Linked DNA regions of Mus musculus: region 2 is linked to region 1. A link is a contact called in public Micro-C data. All regions are on one chromosome and are shown on one strand. The core of a region is the stretch at or near the end of the contact, and the rest is flanking DNA. Distances in the headings are between cores, read along the strand shown.

What was found. A called contact is a pair of places that touch in the nucleus more often than the background predicts.
Region 2: a contact with region 1 is called in a Micro-C map of muscle stem cells, with 3 times the contacts expected there. The contact joins two enhancer-like sites. A contact is called at or near these places in 1 of 39 promoter capture datasets (pre-B cells), 5 of 484 Hi-C or Micro-C datasets (liver, muscle stem cells, nephron progenitors and 2 more), 3 of 115 datasets of contacts at active chromatin or transcription factors (the HPC-7 cell line, Th2 cells and cardiomyocytes) and 3 of 9 other capture datasets (adipose tissue, liver and pancreatic islet).

Annotation. Positions count from the first base shown.
Region 1 is chr1:92,040,601-92,043,832 of GRCm38.p6, reverse strand. All of the region lies in intron 3 of Hdac4 (histone deacetylase 4), which reads left to right. Among named protein-coding and RNA genes, the nearest start is that of Hdac4, 140 kb to the left of the region's middle. Within about 2 kb of position 1,387, at least 28 of the 459 cell types and tissues checked have an H3K27ac peak or open chromatin away from gene starts, as enhancers often do. A contact at or near this core is called in muscle stem cells, where this site is marked.
Region 2 is chr1:92,128,532-92,131,925 of GRCm38.p6, reverse strand. All of the region lies in intron 2 of Hdac4 (histone deacetylase 4), which reads left to right. Among named protein-coding and RNA genes, the nearest start is that of Hdac4, 50 kb to the left of the region's middle. Within about 2 kb of position 1,380, at least 154 of the 459 cell types and tissues checked have an H3K27ac peak or open chromatin away from gene starts, as enhancers often do. A contact at or near this core is called in muscle stem cells, where this site is marked.

The DNA of each region.
Region 1 (3,232 bases), core at 138-2,637:
ACCAAAAATTAGTAAACTACACATCTAACACATGTGGATTTTACTGTAAGCAGGTTATACAATAAGGCTGTAAAAGAATCAATTGACATAATCCAGAGTAAAAACCAAATATGAATGTATTTTCTGTGAGAAAGTGTGTTTAAATAAAGCTGGAAGATTTCAAGGGATAGTGCTAGATGGCGTTAACCTACAGGACTGACCCCACTCCTTCCCATTCCTTAAAGCAGTCCCCCACCCCCACTGTCACTTTGGGGACCAAGCTTTCACTATATAAACCCTTGAGCCACTGCCTAGCCACAGCATTTGGTCCTAGATCCCAAACTGAGTTCTAAAGGAGAGAACAACTGCTTTCCAGAAGGCTCTACATCCCATTACATAGCTCAGTGCTTCTGCAACACTTGGGGTCATCAGAGGTGTAGGTGTAAAACTGGATGGGCATGGACTGATGCACAAATCTGGAACCACCAAACTACTCTGATGGTGGCTAGGCCTTTTGCTCCTCCTTTCATTTGAAGGTCTTCCTTCTGATCTCTTGGTCATACTACCTAACAGAATTTGCTTCTGTCCTGAGGGCAGTTCTTTGCTGGTTAGTTTATTGTCAATTTGATACTGTTGATTTATTTGGACTGAGTTGAGAAAATGCCTGTGAATTGGTCTGTCGTGCATTTTCTTAATTAGTAGCTAGCACCCAGTTCATTGTGGGTGGTGCCAGCCCTGAGCAGGAGGTGGTCCTGAGTTCTATAAGAAAGCAGGCTGAGCAAGCCAAAAGGAGCAAGACAATAAGCAGCACCCCTCCATAGCCTCTACTTCAGTATCTGCCTTAACTTCTGGATAATGGACTATAAGCTGTATGATGAAGAAATAATTTTCTTCTTTCCTAAGTTGATTTTGGTCATGATGTTTTATCACAGCTATAGAAATTCTAACTAAGGTAGCTGGCTTGGCGTGTGTCGGGAGCCTTCTGGGGCTGGCCTGCTCATCAGGTCCAGTATACTGGCTTAACATTTCATGGTAAAGAGCTCATTCTACATTGTGAGTGCATTCCAGAAATATGAGGATGTTTTCAATAACATTGTGTGAAAGTCTTTAGTTTCTTTTTCACTTGAGTTTTGGTACATGCGGGATTCATTGTGGTTGGTAGAGTAGAGACAGTTGTGTCCCTAGTCACAGAAATGACTGTCTGTGCTGGTACCTCAGTAAGTCTGTTGTCTTTCTCACAGGAACCTCCGGTGGAACCTGTCAGCTTCCTGGGAGTATGTCTACTGCTTTCCTCAGCCCAAAATCTCTGCTTGCTAGGGCTTTATGGAAGATGGTTTTTTCTAGCTTTGTCTTGTGCTCATAGTTACAGAGTGGCGACTTCATTTCAGCGTGTCCTCAGTGTGAACTGCTGTTTGTTTTAGCTCTCGTGAGTGAGTCCATTATCTCTGTATAGATGACTGGGGAAAGCTGACTAATGTCATTTGAGAATTTTGTGGTGGAGACCATGATCTTTCTGTTGTTTTTTCACAGTGTCTTTGTCTAGTTCTGTAATGGGGTTTTCTACTCCTGCTAGGGTGAATTAGAGCTCACACTTTGTATTTCTTTGAAGAATGTTGTTTAAAATGAATGACCACTTGGTTGGTACTTTGCCAGGAAGCTCTTGGAAATGATTTTTGTGGTGAGGTTTTGAAATATTGTTTCAGATTATGATGATAGTGTAGAATTAATTTGACCAGTTTTCTGTCTTACCAACTTAGAAAGTTATGTTTTTAGAAGTGTGTCTATTTGACATAAACTATGAAGTATATTGTTTGAAATCACTGTCACATCTAAAGTAGCTGGCTTTTTTTTTAGTCTATAATATTTTTGTATGTATGTATGTTTAATATATGTAAATAAAAACATGCAGTGCCTGAGATGAAGCCTGGGCCCCAGAATGTGGCATGCTCACACATTACCACATGTCTCTTGTGGTTCGGCTTGTCTCTTACCTTTTAATTTGTGACTTTTCTTTATTTTCTGAATCCTTGCTATCTGAAATTTGTCTGCTTCTAGTCATTTCAAAGAATCCATTGTTTTTGTTTTATAACTTGATCTGTGAGCATGCAATGAGTGTCTCTCTCTTCATTCATGCATTTATTTTGTTTTGCATTTGTTCTGATATAAACATAACTTTTATTCTTCTGTAATAACTGTCATTTCAGAGGCTTTCCTAGGCCTAGTCCTGGGAGCGTCTAGCTTCTGTCTAGTCTTAGCTAGGCCTAGAATGCTTCAGCCTCTGAGACTCACTGCTTAATAAGCGCACCCTTGCTTTATAGTCCTTGCTTTATAGCTCTTTGTGAGCTCCTGGTCAGTGCAGCTGTTCTGGCTCAGAGCTCCTCTCCACTCAGACTCAAGCTGCTTCTCTTGGTCTTTCCTAAATTGCTCTGCTTAGTCTAATACTAACTTTGGCAGTCTGTTCTAATCTTCTGGCTTCTCATTCTTTAGCTCATTCCGTCTTCTGTGTCTAGCTTGTTCTCTCTCTGTAGCCCATCTCTGTACAATTGTCCCTGTAAAACTGCCTCCTCTTTCTGCACTGCCCCTCAAGTAGCTTCCCTTTCCTCTCTCTTCTCGTGAAAGTTGGCACAGCCTATCCTGTCAAATCTTTCTCTGATTCATCACTTTGTCTGTTACTAAATTAGACATCAATTTCAACATGTATGCTTTCTTCTACAAACTAACTGTACCTTCATTGTTTGGGATTTAAGGGTGTATTAAGGTGTGTCTGCATTCTAGAGGGATTAAAGGTGTGAGCTAAGGCTAAGCCACACAACAACTAGAAACAGGTTTTTCCAGTAAACAACAGATTCTAGAGGTTCACAGTATGATCAAATATCCTGCAACATTCCAAAATTGTTTAATTTCTTAATATAGATCTAACTTAGGCATCTGTATTCTTACTGTCAGATAAAAAGTTCCTACTTTGCTCAGTGTCTTCCAAGAATGAATTTATTTGTGTGTGTGTGTGTGTGTGTGTGTGTGTGTACTCGCATGTGTATGCACCTGTGTATATGAGTGTGTATCTATGTGTGTCTGTGTCTCTGTTTATTTATGTGTGTGCATGTTTGTTCGCGTGTGTATCTGTGTGCGCGTGTGTACATGGGGTGAGATGGAATGGGACAGATTTTTATCAGAAGCTGCAGGTTACCCAGATTCTGTCAGTGTAATGTGGGTTCCCGGAGATGAACTGGCTGCAATCAGATAGACCTGGGCA
Region 2 (3,394 bases), core at 131-2,630, 88 kb before region 1:
TTATTCAGATCTTTTACGAGGTGATTTTTGCTGTACCTTGTAAGTGATGTGATGCTTGCCTGCCCGACTTCCCATCCAGTCCTCTTAGCATGAGTGAAGAGTCCTTTCAGGAGTTTCCTTGAGAGGTAGTTTGGAAGGAGGTGGTATGGTGGCTATCAGGTTGTGGGGGGCCAGGCACAGACTACTTGTTGGGCAGTGGAAGTGTGACTCAAGTCCTTTGTCCTGTGGGGCCAGGGTGTGTTAAAGACCTTAGTTCTTGGTCCTAGGATCTCCCCTATTCTCATACACTGATTGTAATCAAGGACCAAAAGGCTACAATAAACCAGAGGCTGGCAGATGGATGGTTTGGCGCTCTCACACTTGAGATGGAGTGCAAAATGGCTTCTCTAGAGTAATTTTTTTTTTTGAGATAGAATGCTAGAAGCATATTTATCTTTTGTAAGGAGTAATCCATGCATTTGATGTAACATGCTGAGTATCATTAACCATGCATTTGATGTGACTTGGTTGTAAATAGTTAGATATGCATTTGATATAACTCGCTGTGTATACTGAACCATGCATTTGAAGTGGCATAGCTATGCATAGTTAGCCATGTATTTGATATGACAGGGCTGTATATAGTTAAGCATACATGTGATGTGATGTGGCTTTGCATGGCTAGCCATGTGTTTGATGTCACATGGTTGTATGTAGTTGACCATGCATTTGATGTCACATGGCACCTGGGGTGTACAAAGAGGATGGTAGCAGAAAAAGCCTCGCTTGTGCACACATCCCATCCTGGGAGGAGGCTGCTGCTGCTGCAAAGGCTACATCTCTCACATTCCAACTTTCTCATCTTTAGGTTGTCTCCTGATTTGCAAACTTTAAAATCCAGTTCTTGAGAAAGGGATAATAGCAATAGATTACAAGATCAGAGGCATCTAGTCATTTCTATAGACACCCCAACCATGGAGTGTGCACACTGGTGGGGCCTTGCAGACGCCATCTGAAGGGGGCCTCTGGGAGAAGATTGGCTCTGGGGCAGGCCACTGGATACTGTGGCCAGCCACAGCAGAGCCAGGCATTGTGGCAGGACCTCCCCAGCCTGGGCCTGGGCCTGATTTACCAGCCTGGAGCTGCTTGGAAGACTTGGGTGTGCTGCTCCCAGAGGAGGAGTGGCTCCGCTTACACACTCAGCCTCAGGCCTGTAGCCCAGGCCAAGTGGTTTCTTAAAAAGAATTCTTCCTCCCCTGATTAATTTCTGGCATGCAGTGCTTGGGAGCTCTTGCGTCAGTAAATCGTCACGAACCCTCAGTCGTCTGGATCAGACATAAACACCAGGCCCAGCTCCACCACCCCTGACATCCTGCCAAGCCTACTTGCCCTCAAAGCCTCAGGACAGGCAGCTGCAGAAAGAGAGGCAGGGACTATTGCTGCTCAAAGTCCTCTCAGAGAGTGCCTAACTGCCCTGCATGCCGTGCTCGTGGGCCAGGATGCTAGGCTCAGATGTGACTTATTTATGGGACTGTGTGCTGTTTCTCCCCTGACATTCCAGACACATCCACTGGGTATTTTACTCTTTGGGAACAGTTACTGCCTTCCGTTGGCATTCTGTTTGAGTTTATAAAGGTCCCTGTGTGAGATTCACCTTGTGGTTTTAGCATCAGGGGAGTCTAGAGAGTGAGTATGTTTCCTGCTGTCTGGACAGAACTTTCTGAAGTCTGAGGAATTCAGTGAACTCCCCATCAGGCCTTCTCACCCATAGGTGAGGCCGTCTCTCCTCTTGTCTCCTTCCTCCCCTCTGTCTAAGACACACTTTTCGTCTTGGCGTGTAATATCAGAAGAGGCCAGAACAGGTGAAGTTTCACCAGAGCTTCTTCAGACTCCTGGAAAACGACTTGTAACTGCTGTCCTGCAGTCAGTGGGAGACACAAACATTAGGGCTTCCTAGGGTATCTTTAGGGAACATGTGTGGCTGTAGCCTCTGTAATCCAGCTGTTGTAGATACTAAGGGGTGATATTGGGGGCCCTGGCCATATTTTATGGTTGTGTCAGGCCATGCTGTGTTTGAGACAGAGTTCCTTAGAGGCTCCAGAGGCAGAGTTACAAGTGTAGTGTTGAGTGAGGTCTTGCCCAGGTAGCCTGTGCAGAACATGTTATCAGGGTCTTTCATTATTTTCTTCTAATTTTCCACCTCTACATCCTTGCCACAGTTTAAGGAAGATTTATGAATGAAAAGTAAATCTAGGGTGTAAGCAATACTAACATATGTGATGCTAAAGACAGAGTGACCTGTTTTAGCCATAGTGTCCCTTGGTGGGTTCTAGGGCTCTGCCATGGTGGAGCTAGAGTTCAACGCTTCCCATAACATCTGAACTATATGCTAGGCATGGCCGCTTTCCCCCTGACCCCAGGTAGTGGAAGAATGCTTATTAGGCTCAAGCTCGCTTGTTAATGTCATTTGTTCCCTAAGCCTTATGCCTTTCTGGGAATGTACAGCTTCTGCTGCAGGTGTGGTGAGGCCCCATGGCTGGGACAAATGTTCAGGTGCAGCTGAGAGAACAGAGCCAAGCAGGGCTCAGCTTATGAGACCCCAGGTCCCTGTGGCTTCTGGGGGTTCTACAGTCTCTGGTTTTGAAACATGTTTAGTATAGGCAGTTAATCAGTCATCATAGGCTTTTCCTGGAAGTGTGTGTGTGTGTATGTGTGTGTGTGTGTGTGTGTGTGTGTGTGGTGGGGGGTACTATTGCAGGTGATGTGGTCTCAGTGGTTCCTTGAGCCTGGGAAAGTCTTGGGTCTGTGTGCTTCTCTTAGGAATGAGAGCAGAATGTTCTCTGTGGACAGGGTATTCATGGGAACTGCTCCACTGACTCCATTTGCTGTATGGAGTCTTAGGATAACATGGAAGTGGGCCTCTAAAGCCACAGAGGCAGTAGCTGTTAGCTTGTAAAGGTCCTGAGTTTCCCAGTTAGCCTTACTCTTCCTAACAACACATGGCACCTATGGTGGGTTCCCCATTCTTCCTGAGGTCTTTCATTTAGTGTGTCTTGAACACTTTTATATATCAGTTACAGCCTTTGCCTGGGTGTAGCAACACATTCCTGTAATCCCTGAATTCAGAGGCAAAGGCAGGAGGATAGAGTTCAGGGCCTAGGCTGGTCTATGCTGTGAAGCACTTAACTCTTTCCTTTATACTTGGGTGTTATTCTGATCTTTTCCAACTTGCATGTGGGTCTCTTGGCTCATTGTGTGTCTATTATTTATTGTGGCAAATACAGGCAGCGAAACATTCCTGCTCTGACCATCTTTAAGTGTATCTGAGTGATGACACTAGACTGCACGGTTATGCATCATTTTCAAACTCTGACCTTTCCAAACAGAAATCGTGCCTTTCAGTACTAGCTGTGCA